2 separate regions of the Mus musculus genome follow, and region 1 is linked to region 2. Evidence: chromatin contacts called from public ChIA-PET data. All regions are on one chromosome and are shown on one strand. Each heading gives the region's core, a stretch centred on a gene start, on an enhancer-like site or on the middle of the called end of the contact. The rest is flanking DNA. Distances are from core to core; before and after follow the strand shown. Region 1 overlaps Tbc1d1 (TBC1 domain family, member 1). Region 2 holds the start of Pgm2 (phosphoglucomutase 2).

Region 1 (2,827 bases), core at 143-2,642, 200 kb after region 2:
GAAACAATGGAGGACTATAAGCCCATCTTCCTCAGTGGCTATTGAATTCTAAGATCAGCAGGTGACTCCAGCCAGCTCACTGTGGGTACAGCTCAGTGTGGGTACTGGGGACCAAAACTGTGTCCTCTGCAAGAACAGTACATGCTCTTAGCACCAAGCCATTTCTACAGACACTGATGGTAAGCAAGGTGGAAAGATTCTTTTTGTACTTGATTAAATCTTGTCATCAATACCCTAAGGCTATAGATTGTAAAAAGTTCTTCTTGATAGCCTGGAATTTTTTTTTCATGTTTAAACAAAACAAGAAAATTCTTATAGTGCCTCACTTTATATATGAGAAGACCGAGACCCATAGCCCCAGTGCTCACAGCAGTCTTCATTTGTCCTTTAATAGCTCCAGTGCTCACAGCAGTCTTCATTTGTCCTTTACTTAGAAGAGTCTGGGATCAGTGTTCTTTGGGGACCATTTACAGAGTAGCCTGTCAGATGCTTGGAGATGGGCTAGCATGGTCTAGCATGGGCTAGCGGGGCTGCCCTGCTTGTCTCCTCTCAGCTCCGTGCCTGGTCCCTATCTCAGCTCCTTGTTGTGTCAGATGTGTTATGGTCACTGTGGAGCTGTGAGGGGGCAGCATTGCACAGCTCCTCAGAGCTCAGGCCTCCCACACAAGGCAGAAGTGGGAGTCTTCAGAAAAGAACGGGGAACTTTCCACACACATCCACACGGAGATGCTGAGCTCTGGACTGCTGTGATGTCAAAGTGATGGGACCTTTGGGAGGCCGCGGGCTTACAGAAGTCTTCCTCATGCCGGGCCTCTTCCTCTCATGCCCTCCTCCCCTTCCCAGCTGTGGTGCTCCAGAGGGGAATCTGTAGGCTCTTTCCACTGCCCCGTTCCAGCCTGCAAGCCTTTGTTTTCAAAGCAAAGCAAAACTCTAGGCCTGGTGTGAGAGGGCACTCCCATAGTCTCTGGAGGCTGAGGCAGGAGGAGCAGAGAGTTCAAGGGCAGATTGTACCACATTGCAAGACTTGTTTAAAAGGAAAAAAACTAAAAAGTAAGATTCCATGCTGGTTACTAAGACCCGCTGTGATAATAATTTGCTTCTGGCCATTTGAGAGAAAGTGGGTGACCTTGGAGGTACTTGGGTGACCTTGGAGGTACTTGTGTGACCTTGGAGGTACTTGGGTGACCTTGGAGGTACTTGGTGACCTTGGAGGTACTTGCGTGACCTTGGAGGTACTCGCAGATCAGAGTAGTGCCCTGGCATTGGTTTGTGTGTAAAACACACACTTACACCTCGAAGCGGCTGAGATGCTCAGCTTTGGTTGTGAGTTTCCTCTTGTAAAAGTGAAACCCTTAAAGCCATTAGCACCCTCCCCTGTCCCCAGCCCACACTAACCTTTGTTCTACTTTCTATTTCTATGAATGTGGCTACTTTACATGGTTCCTGTGAAAGGCAGCCTTTGTCTTCTTGTTTCAAGTTTATTTAAGTAGTTTCCTCTTGCTAGCTCATAGCAGGTTTTCCCTTTCAAGGTCAAATTATACCTGCAGTGTTTTGTGTGCCACGTGTGGTTTTGCTTACTTATATTGACTGGCCTTTTTTAGTACCCATTTCTTAGCAGTTGTGACTAACTGTGAACCTTGGTGCAAATGCCAGAAGTGAGGCGCCTGACCAAATGACCCTTGTATTTTTAATGTGCCACACTCTTTTCACAGCATTGGTGCTTTCCCGGTGCCCTAGGGTTCCACACACACACACACACACACACACACACACACACACATCTTCTCTTGCTATTTTCTGGTTAATTTGCTAGTGGTCAGTCTAGTGAGGTGATTACCCCATTGTGGCTCCTCTGTGACCTGTGTGGCTAACACTGGTTTTGCGATGTCCTCCATAGATATGCAGGTATAGCATAGAGTAATGACAGCGTCTACCTGATAGGAGGGATGTGGACCAGTCAGTGGAAGCTGTAATCACATAGGATGCAGACAGCCTCTTCTCTTTGGGGATTTAGAAAACAAAAGTAGGCACCTCCCCTACAAATGGCAGCCACATTGTTCAGCTTTGTTTTCTGACACAAACTCTTGCAGTGTAGGCCAGACCAGCCTTGACCTCAGAAGTCCTCCTGAGTGCTTGGATTATAGGCTTTACTGCCACACCTATGTTCAGCTCACACTTAACATCACAGAGGCTGTCATTTTTGCAGAAGAGTCATATTGTCAAAAAGACATCTTCTGGTCCCTTAGACTATGTGTGGCCATTTGCTTGGTTGCCTCAGTCTGCCAGCTGCCTCAACAGTTGCGGATACCTAAGGACGATGCTGTCTCTTAAGCTGATATGTCCAGGATGTTTGCCTGGTCAGGAAAGCCTTAGTGCTGTGTTTTCCATGGAGAGAGGCCACAATTTCACATTTAACAAGCTGAACATTATAGGAGTCGGGCAAGGACTGGGTCCACTAGTTTAAACTTCTGTTTCATAGCATCCCTCTATGCTTAAACTTCCTCATCCCCTCTTCCGAGCAAGCACAAAAGTGTTTCCCAACTCACAGGCTTCCTTTCATGGATTCCAGCCTTAGATCACACCCAGATAAGCATTGTGTAATAGGTGGGCGGGACTAGAATTTCAGCGACATATACCCACAAGGCAGGTGGGCGGGGGAGGAGGGCAGCAGAGGTCCTGGCTACAGCTGTGAGCCACTCAGGCCTGCGGTCCAGCAGCGACTTAGATAAAGGTCCCTGTGGAATTCCGGTTGTTCCCTAGCCATGGCTTTTCTGACTCTTCCCTTGCTCACACATTTCTTCCCTGTACTCCTCCTGGGACTTTCTCC
Region 2 (2,700 bases), core at 63-2,562:
GTTGTGAGCTACATCCATGAAGTTGTATACAGTTCTTCATTCTCACTGGGCTGTGTAACTCATGGCTTATCGATCATCATTTATGTATATGATTTAGAATGAATATACCACTACATATTTATCCATTCTATTGTTGGCAATCTGGATGTGTATGGTTGGAGCTTTTTGCGACTAAATCTGCTAGAAACCTTTTAAAAAGTTGTGTGTGTGTATGTGTGTGTGTGTGTGTGTATGTTTGTATTTTGCCTGCATACATGTCTATGCACCATGGATATATATGACAATGGAGGTCTGAAAAGGATGCAGGATCCCCTGGAACTGGAGTTTCAGACCATCCTGAGCAGCCATGCTAGTGCTGATAATCAAACTTAGGTGCTCTGGAAGAACAACCCGTGCTCTTAACTGCTTTGGATTTTTTTTGTTTAATTGTTTTTTCTTTCGTTTTAGGGTTGTTTGTTTGTTTGTTTGCTTGTTGAGACGAGATCTCACACTGGAACCCACGGTGAACTGGAACTCACTTTGTAGGCCAGGCCCTGAACTCACAACAGTCCCAACAGTCGGGACTGCAGGAGCGAGGAAGGCATCATGTGCGGCTCAGAACCATTCTTGCTTGTGCTTCCCCGTGCCCAGCCAGGTGTGCACATACATCACCCAGCTGACCTGGAATTCTCGTTTGTGTGTGGCGACCTCAGGCGGATGAGTCGACATTCTTTTTACATTTTCTAGTGTGAAAATCCAGTTGACCCGGTGCCTTGAAATTACAACTCGTCCTTCCGGTTGCTCTTCTGACATAAACTGTCTTTGCAAGTGTTATCTCATTTCTGGCTCGTTGGTCTATTTGATTTATTTCCCACTTGGCTCTTCTTTTTCAAGATTTGTTTCCCCCTCTGCTATTCTCTAATTTAATTTACATTTTGAGATAGGATCTCCCTATGTACCCCTAGTTAGTCTAGAGTTCACTATGTAGATCAGATTGGCCTCTAACTCACAGAGACCTGCCTGCCTCTGCCATGTGGCTACTGGCCTGCGCCAATGTGCTCTGCTTCCCAGCGCAGTCAGACTAGCATCTCAGGTGTGATGGGCACCAAATGCATACTTGATGTTTGCTGGAGGACCCTGGGTATGTAGGGCCTAGGAGACTAGAGTAAGGCGAGCCTCCAGCTCTCCTAACAACAAAGCACTCCCCAATTGCCTGGCCCTCCGGGAAGCACACCCACTAATGGCGAGTCTGGAACCGGGCGGGGCTGCTGCACGTCCTCTTCCCTCCGGCTCTCTGACTACGCCTCTTTCCCCGCCCTCTCCCCGCCCCTCCAGAAGGGTGACCCGGCCTCCTCCGCCCGGTTGTGACTGCTGCGGGATGGCGGCGGCGACACCGACAGAGACACCGGCTCCGGAAGGCAGTGGCTTGGGTATGGACGCGCGACTGGACCAGGAGACCGCGCAGTGGCTGCGTTGGGACCAGGTAAGGGCCGATCTCCGGCTCTTCGGTTCTCGGGCGCCGTGGCTTGTCCGGCAGGGAGCCGGGCCCAGCTTCCTTCTTTCCTTCCCTGCCTCGCCACACGGTGCCTGCTCGGCATAAGCTGTTGCGGGACTGGAGACAGCTGTGTGGCTCGCCCGGCTGCTAGACCCGGTAGAGGAGCGAGCTGGGGGGCGGGGAGTGGGGTGGAGAGTGAATGTAGCGGGCCTGGGACCCGGGGTAGTCCACGCACGAGAAGGTTTTTGAGGTTCTGTGATGGGCTGAGCATCTTCATCCATTCAGAATCCGCTCTGTCCCGCCTTTCCCGGGACCTGGACTTCTCCACAGTCCAGACCACCTTTTCTGATTTCATGGATACTACCGGGTCCCTGATGGGCCAGGCTGACAGGGAGTTTTCCAGAGAACATACACTCCACTGGGAAGGTGACAGGGAACGCTTTGGCCCCAGCTGCGCCTTTCCCCTGTAATGTCTTAGTCAGTCGGCCAGCTCCGGACATCACTTCCTTTGCCCTCTACAAGTTCTCTCTGACCTGTGCTTTCGCGTGTCCTGTTGCTTTCCCGCAATGTTCCTCTTGCCGGTGTTCTGCTGACTTTATTTCTCTTGTCGTTTTTCCTGTGTGAACTTAGCGGATCTTTCCTGTCTCCCAAGTGCAACTCAAACTCTCTCTCTAGACAGCCCAGGCCTTTGGTTCCCTGCTCTTCCTGGAATTGAAAGACAATCCCTTACAGGCTTGTTTGTTTAAAATTTGTCGGTATCCAGGGCTGACTTCAGGAGGTGAGACCCACGCAGATCCACTGAACCTGTACTCAGGGAAGGGCCCAAGCCGTATTTTAAAGCACTACTTTGAGATTCTCTATTGTTAAACACGGAGTCTTTCGTTCTAATTGTGCACTGGCCCCCCCTGAAAATTATGTAGCTGGTGCTGTGTGTCTCTGCTGCTTTCCGTGGTCTATAGTACCGTAGTACCGTAGTGCCGTACTGCATGTCTATAGTTGGTCCCTGAAACATTTGGTGACTGGATAGAGGCTGGAAGGCTCAGCAGAGGCCTTTGCTCGCTCACACCTAGAAAATGAATAGTCAGGCCATCCTGGAAACAGGATGGCAGTGCTAGCGCCTCATGGGAGGTTTTGTTTTGCTTTGTTGTGGATTTTTTTTTTCCTGGAAACATAAAGCATTCCAGGATGTTTAAGGGGAGGAAACTGTTTCCATTTCTGATCACTTA

Evidence for each region. ChIA-PET counts read pairs in DNA pulled down with a chosen protein or histone mark.
Region 1: a contact with region 2 is called in an RNA polymerase II ChIA-PET map of memory CD8 T cells, with 155 read pairs. The contact joins the enhancer-like site here to the promoter of Pgm2 in region 2. A contact is called at or near these places in 4 of 39 promoter capture datasets (the C10 cell line, the HPC-7 cell line, cranial neural crest and 1 more), 2 of 484 Hi-C or Micro-C datasets (bone marrow-derived macrophages and differentiating embryonic stem cells), 5 of 115 datasets of contacts at active chromatin or transcription factors (embryonic stem cells, large pre-B cells, memory CD8 T cells and 2 more) and 4 of 9 other capture datasets (adipose tissue, embryonic stem cells, liver and 1 more).

Annotation. Positions count from the first base shown.
Region 1 is chr5:64,295,874-64,298,700 of GRCm38.p6, forward strand. The region is part of intron 14 of Tbc1d1 (TBC1 domain family, member 1); the gene reads left to right. Among named protein-coding and RNA genes, the nearest start is that of Gm38634, 40 kb to the left of the region's middle. Within about 2 kb of position 1,393, at least 169 of the 459 cell types and tissues checked have an H3K27ac peak or open chromatin away from gene starts, as enhancers often do. A contact at or near this core is called in adipose tissue, bone marrow-derived macrophages, liver and 2 more, where this site is marked.
Region 2 is chr5:64,091,627-64,094,326 of GRCm38.p6, forward strand. Pgm2 (phosphoglucomutase 2) reads left to right here and starts at 1,313. Exons shown (of 14, transcript NM_025700.3): 1 at 1,313-1,462. The coding sequence starts at 1,358.